Linked DNA regions of Oryza sativa: region 2 is linked to region 1. The links are chromatin contacts, called in public HiCAR-type maps. All regions are on one chromosome and are shown on one strand. Each heading gives the region's core, a stretch centred on a gene start, on an enhancer-like site or on the middle of the called end of the contact. The rest is flanking DNA. Distances are from core to core; before and after follow the strand shown. Region 1 holds the start of LOC4351557 (NDR1/HIN1-like protein 3). Region 2 holds the start of LOC4351576 (transcription factor VIP1).

Region 1 (3,593 bases), core at 309-2,808:
CATTGGCCATGGAGCAGCCATGATAAGAGACCGGGAAAGATAGTCTTTTTATGACATGTAATTTATTTTGTCCAAGGTATGAGATGCTGTGTTGGGATGGAGCTCTTTCTCGTTTACTGGTTGTCTTATCAGCCTCAAAAAAAATAAATTTTGTTTTAAATCGATTTTCAAAAAATAAATTTGCAGTATTCTACCTCACCGCTTTATCTTTTAAACAGCTAATAAAACAAATATAAAAGTTCACTGATAATTTTTTTTCTTCATTCATTCTTTTAATAGTATACCTTATCTGCTGTAACTCAACCGATCAGATTTGTCCAATTTAACACCAATCAGTTTCGTTTAGTTTAATTTAATCAAAGAAAATAGACGTTTCTGCGAAACATCACTACGTACTTAGAAGTAACCTGGATGGAACAGTGATGGATGGCCTCGAAGCCTTCGGGCCAATAGGATCGACCGGCGATGGGGCGTTGACTCGGAGCCTTATGTCAAGTCAACGCAGCTGAGGCTGGTGGATGCATCATGCATGGCCCCACACTCCCACTAATCACAACCAATGACAGCTGATGATCAACCTTAACACTCTAAACTAGGAGTAACTTACTAACGCATTTCAGAAACATGTTTATATTAATTTTCCAATCGCAAATACCAAATGAAATTCGTTCAAAAAATTGTAGATTGAAATTCAAGGATAGTAGTATCACATAATACAGTTGGAACAAACGATTATCACTGACACCCTACACCCAAAAAAAATACAAAAATATGAATGTATTTTCACAGAAACAAATCAACAAGTGGCTCACAAATCTGAAAGAAAGAAAAACAATTTAATACACTCAAATCATTGCCCACTAGCTAGCTAGCTCCTCTAGTACTTGACGCTACACCGGTCGCCGGAGTCGAGGCGGCCGCCGCCGTCGGCCGTGACGGGGATGGTGAGCGAGCACCATATCCTCGGCTTCTGCCGGATCTTGATGCTGCCGAACCTGTACCTCACCTTGCCGTCGACGGCCACCTCCAGGCTCACGCTGCCCTTCCCCTTCTCCTTCCCCAGCTCGCCGGCGGCGTCGCCGGCGACGGCGACGCCTGTCCCGGCGAACTCAAACGTCACGTCGTCGGAGCTCTTCCGCCGCTGGTAGAACTCGGCCGGGGTGGCGCCGGTGGCGTGGCCGAGGCGCTCGCCGCGGAAGCGGAGCTCGGAGTCGAGCTCGTCGTAGTAGATGTTGACGCGGAGGCTGGGGTTGTAGAGGTTGAGCCTGACGGCGAGCTTGTAGGAGACGGCGGCGCCGGCGACGGTGAGGTTGGTGAGGTCGGCGGAGGCGACGGTGGCGCGGATGTGGTGGGGCTGGAAGATGGCCCAGTAGATGAGCACCACGAAGCCGCCGGTGACGATGAAGGTGAACAGGCTGCCGCAGCAGGTCCTCTCCTGGTTGCCGCCGCTTGACATGGCGGAGCTAACGGCGGCGGCGGCGGAGGAGGAGGTTGCTCGCCGGAGTCGCTGGTCAACGGCTCGACGCGGAGGCGAAGGGTTGGAGAGGGGAGAAGGGTGCGTCTTCGTGTGAGCTGGATGAGTGGGAATTAATACCGAGTTGTCGATGAGGGTTAGAATGGTCTAATCACCTACCATGAGAAATGATAGTTGTACGCATGGTATGTGCACACAATTTTTCGAAGGATATATACTTCGCGCATGCCGACTAACAAATATCATCGAAAATTCTAAATTAAATTATACACGTAATTCCAATATAATAATATTATACCTATGTATAAACAAAAGTCTTATCCTCAAATTTATTATATTTTACCCGTGGAAAAAAATAACAGATTTAAGAGAGTAAATATGTGAAAATCCTATCATTTTATGGCAAAAGTATAATGTGTTTGAATATAAGATTTTACGCATAGGTGTAGTACCAGTAGAAATACATATAGAGCTGTTTCTACAATTTCGGTAATAATTGCTAATTAGTGTATACTGAGTGTGCCGAAAGCTTATATACGTAGAATATGTTCCCTATCAATTCTCATCATATGCAAACAATGGCATGGCATGATGAGAAAGATGTTCCTAAATATAAAATTATTTTCATGCAAAAACAATTAAGAGTGTAATAGATTTTCTAGGGGCTATGATGAGAAATGGTTAGCCCTTGAAGAGGAAGAAGGTTTGCTAAGATACACTTGATAGCGAAATCTCAAAGTCACGTGTTCAATTCTTAACATACTTACAATTTCTTTTTTTTAAAAAAAAATGTTTGGAGGGACGTTCCTCCCTCCAATTTTTTTTCAAGAAGGTTGGTTGATGTGAATATTAGATGGGTGATTGGCGTGTGTGTGTCTATATATATATATATATATATATATATATATATATATATATATATATATATATATATATATATATATATATATATATATATATATATATATATATATATATATATATATATATATATATATATATATATATATATATATATATATATATATATGTTACATGGAGCTACCATAACATTATAACATAGAGCCCCCATAAAATGGCTAGCATATGCTTAAGTTTTTGTTTTCCATAATGGTATGAAAAACAACTGAGGGGCTAGACGGCTAGTTTTCTGGGGGGGAACATATTAAAGATTGAAAAAAAAACAAAATAGCATAAATATGTATGGTATCTTTTGTAGCAAACAAATCTGTCGTCAACATCACGCGTGTGCTGTCGTTATATGAGGAGCAAGGACCAAATTGATAGGGGGGCATTTGCAAATTTGCCACCGGTTTTTTCAATTTGCAAGGATGCCACTCGAATGACAGTTCTAGTGATATTTTTGTAATTTTCTAGTGATAGTTTTGCAATAACAATTTAAAGTAGTGGTAAATTTGTAATTACCCATTATGTGCTTGTTGGTAGGAGGAGTAAAGATGTGCATATTTGTATGTCAGTGTGTGGCTATGTTTGTTTCAGATATGTTTTCAATTACTCCATAAACATATGCACGGATTAGAAGCATGCCTCTTTGCACACACCTAAATAGCACATGAAAGTGTTACACATAAATCAATATATCTCATCGCTCTTATTCAGACAGATGGCATCCATATTAATTTAGAATCCGTTTAGCTGAGTTAGGGTATGAAGTATGAACAACAACAATTAATAACAGGCTCTCAGAAATGTTATCAAGGTAAGTCTGTTGATACATAGAAAAGGAGAAAAATATCGTTGTTATGCATGATAACGTTTTAACATCGACTCTTAATTAGTATGTATAAGAGAAAACTTTGCTACAGTAGGATGGAGAAAAGGAAAGAAAGAAAATAAAACAAATGTTTTGGTGCATTAATTGTTTACTGTTAGCATCTTTTGTCGTTTTAACAATTGCAGGATAATCTCTAGATATACTAAGAAGACCATATAGCAATCTCTACCTTTTAACATTCCCTTATGCACCGACGACTACATGACATTTAATGGAGGGGGTACACTAGCAATGTCCCCATACCATTATCTAGCTAATGATAAAACTAGCTGAATGTGGGACCTGCAGCTAAAAACATTATCAATTGACCTTGACCAAGCAAGC
Region 2 (3,937 bases), core at 1,123-3,622, 200 kb after region 1:
ATAACAGATCTTAATTGAAAACCAATGACCCTATTGGCTACTCATCAGTTAGTGCCTGTAGTCAAAATTAAAATTTTAAATATAATTTAAATTCGTCATTTTATTGTTTTCTATTTTTCAGCCTTAGGCCTCAGCTTTTAAAGCGCTAACATTATAAGTATAAAAAGTCATTCCTAAAGTTATGTATGTGGTTGCTTTGTTTATTTCTATATCAAATGTGGTGCTTGCAGATGCATACATGCGTCACTAATGTTGTTTGAATATTGCGGCCAGATATAAAAACAAAAGGATTTAAATGATAATGGTGGAATAAAATGAACGGTGTTGGGACAATGGTAAAAGCGACATGAAGCATTTCCTGATGACAAGGGCAGTAATAGAGCTTCGTGGGGCAAAAAAAAAATCGTTTCTCGTGTTTTCCTCTTTTTTAAATTCATTCAAACTTGACAAGCACTTGTAACGTCTTGGAGAGTTGTAGCATGCAATTACATAGAATTTTTTTTTTGGCAAAAGTCATCCATAAGAAATTAATTGTTTATCGCAAAGAAGAAAAGTTATGGAAAGGATGATCCTCAGGTGCTGCGTAAGAATCATTGGCCGTTTTTCTTCTGATGATGTGAAATGAGGAGAAAAAAGGTGCAGGAGAATTTTCAAGGAAGAGCCAGGATTGTGATTGATGGTATCACCGGCTCTTTTTTGTTTGGTGTCAATCGGAATCGGGTAGGCAACGGAAATGCTAATACTCGTTATTCATTCTGTAGATTTTGAATGATGCTCCCTCCGTTTTTCACTTGTATTTTAAACATTCATATCTTCATTGATCTTTTTAATCACATGGGCATTATTAAAAATGTAACTACATTTTGATTAATGTTTCCTATATATGATAAATCTACTAATATCAGTTTTTTTATTTGAAATATTATAATCCCATGTTAAGAATTTGAGATTTGACCGTAAATGTTCTAGCAAATAGCTAGTAATCCGTTAAAAAACAGAGGTGATAACGAATGGTTCAACTTCCAAAATAATATGAAAATTTTCAATGCTATCAAGAGACATACAACACGAAACAATGTAATCTACTCCCTCCGTTTCACAATATAAGTCATTCTAACATTTCCCACATTTATGTTGATGTTAATGAATCTAGACATATATATCTATCTAGATTCATTAATATCAATATGAATGTGGGAAATGTTATAATGACTTACATTGTGAAACGGAGGGAGTACATCATAAGGTTTAATATGTTCGTATCAATCAACTCTAAGTCATAGTATCGGTTATTTTTAAAACCCGTTTGGCTATTAGTCTTGGAAATATTCTCCCAACAACTAAACGTATTCCTCGACTCCTTCCCATTTTATGCCAATCACATTATCCTTGTAGCCTATAATTCCAAACCGAACAAGCCCAGATATATTGCACACATAAAGCATTATGGGCATGTTTGGATTAGTGCCAATTTGTGCCATACCAATATTTTTGGTAGCTTCAAAGAGTACTTTGATAGCATTTGAATTGTGACCAATTTTGTCTATCTAGTAATAAATCTACCCTATTAAATTTGGTAGTGCCAAAACTTACTACCAATATTTTAATAGGCCGCAAACTAAATCAGCCCTATACTATGAGGCAAACAACCCAAAGTGATTATAAATTTGCACCCATCTATTGGCACATCTAGGCTGTGTTTAGTTCCACGCTAAAATTGAATTTAAAGAAATTGGAACGATGTAATGGAAAAGTTGAAAATTTATATATATAGAAAAAATTCGATGTGATGAAAAAGTTAAAAATTTAAAGAAAAAAGTTGAAATCTAAACAGGGCCGTAACTGTCTCCTGTCTGTCGTATATACGTATGAGGTGGTAGTATCTCCGTATCTCCGTACCCGCACTGGCAGGGTGTCGCTGAGGTGGCCGCGCGGCTAGTGGGCTCCAACTGCAAAGACCCCGGGCCCACATGTCATCCACCGAGAAGGAAAACCCACCGGCAAACAGTTATCCGGGCCCACCGCCGCTGTAGCACACTGCTCGTTGATTCGACCAACGCGGCATTTCTTCCTTCCCCCTACGAAATTACCATCCTACCCTCTCCCACTCCCTCCTCCCTGAACCAAGCCCACGCGCCTCGCCGTCCGATCCACCTCGAGATCCGCGCCCTCCTGCGCTCAGCTCCTACACCGAGTCCACAGAGAAACCAGGTCCGCCCCCGCGCGGACTCTCCGTACACCCCTCCCCACCGCGCTGGCCCCCACTCCGACCGTCCGTTCCCGCCTCGTGATTCGTGCCGGCGACCACCCGCCTCCGTGGACCCGGTCCACGGGGAGATTACACCTTCACCCCCCTCACCTCACCTCACCTCACACCACGCGTCTCCCCCCACCAACTAGCTCTCTCTCTCTCTCTCTCTCTCGCGCCGCCGCTACGCTCGCCGCGCCGCCGCTACGCTCGCCGCGCCGCCGCTACGCTCGCCGCGCCGCCGCGGGTGGGGAGATTTGACCGGCGTTGACTCCGGGATGGACGGGCGGTTCCCGCTGCCGCCGGCGAGCGGAGGGGGGCGGGGGCACCACCGGCGGGCGCACTCGGAGACGTTCCTGCGGCTGCCCGACGCGGACCTCCTCCTCGACCCGGAGGGGGACTTCTCCTTCTCCGACCTCGACTTCCCCTCCCTCTCCGACGACTCCCCGGCCATCTCCGACCCGACCCCGCCGCCGCCGCCGCCGATGGCTGCGACCCCCGCGCCGGCGCCGCGGCCACCGGGTGGGGCGCACATGAGGAGCCTCTCCCTCGACACCGCCTTCTTCGAGGGTTTCTCGTTGCAGGGTGGGGGAGGAGGAGGAGGAGGAGGAGGGAGTGGGGGAAGTGGTGGGCATAAGAGGAGCGGGTCGATGGATGGGGTCAACTCGCCGTTCGAGGGTGAGTCGGCGCTCTCCGGTGGGCTACCGGACTACGCGAAGAAGGCCATGCCCGCGGAGAGGATCGCCGAGCTCGCGCTCATCGACCCCAAGCGCGCAAAGAGGTGAGGAAATCGCTTGCTGCTTCCTCTACTCCATTTTGAGTTCAGCAATTTCTAGATCCGCAGGGATGTGCCTTTTGCCCCAATCTTGTACAGTGATACTGCGATTTCCCATTTCGAAGAATATAGTTGGAGTCAGTAGTGGGATTGCTGCTGTTCTTGGTGTTTCCTTTCTTGATCTGGGCTATCTGTGCCTTGCTTGATTTGTGATGTAATTGGGGAGATGTATTGGGGCTTGTTGATTTAGGTTAAGCTTGTGATGGCGCTTGTGTGCAGAATTCTGGCGAACAGGCAGTCGGCTGCAAGGTCCAAGGAAAGGAAGATCAAGTACACTAGCGAGCTGGAGAGGAAGGTGCAGACACTGCAGACCGAGGCCACCACGCTGTCTGCACAGCTCACGCTTCTCCAGGTATGGAACTTTGTTTATTCCGAGCGCCAGATAAGCCTCCTATATTGTCTTATCTAATCAGCTTAGTTTGTTAGTCAATTGTTTTGTTTGACATGTATTAGTTGTGCAAAGTTAGAGTAGGTTACACGAAACTTTAATGTTTTGACTCAATGATTGTCATGCATGTGAAGAACTGCTGTAAGCAAAGCTACTGCTTGAACCTTTTTATGTTTTTAGAAGCATAATAGTATGTTGCTGTATCTTGTCCCTTTCCTTCTAGCTAAAGCGGCTTATTGATTGTTTCAAGCATGTGTGCTAAGTTGTGGATCTTACTTGGGGTGTCAAAACGAGCTATTTGTGTTACTATGATAATGTGTTGAAGAAAGTGTGCAGGAATAACACGTAATAATAGCATGTAGCTTTGCATTGCATAACATTCTATGAATTTCATTTTTTTTATACAATTCTGTTGTGGGCCAGCTTTATTTAAAACCAAATAACAGTTTATAAGTTAGTACACAAT

Evidence for each region. HiCAR-type assays count read pairs that join an accessible place to other places.
Region 2: a contact with region 1 is called in a HiCAR-type map of leaf, with 2.1 times the contacts expected there. The contact joins the promoter of LOC4351576 here to the promoter of LOC4351557 in region 1. A contact is called at or near these places in 1 of 15 Hi-C or Micro-C datasets (seedling) and 1 of 4 datasets of contacts at active chromatin or transcription factors (leaf).

What each region holds. Positions count from the first base shown.
Region 1 is chr12:2,977,235-2,980,827 of ASM3414082v1, forward strand. It overlaps LOC4351557 (NDR1/HIN1-like protein 3), which reads right to left and starts at 1,559. Exons shown (of 1, transcript XM_015765265.3): 1 at 665-1,559. The coding sequence starts at 1,456. The coding sequence ends at 878.
Region 2 is chr12:3,177,932-3,181,868 of ASM3414082v1, forward strand. LOC4351576 (transcription factor VIP1) reads left to right here and starts at 2,373. Exons shown (of 4, transcript XM_015762716.3): 1 at 2,373-3,029; 2 at 3,303-3,435. The coding sequence starts at 2,527.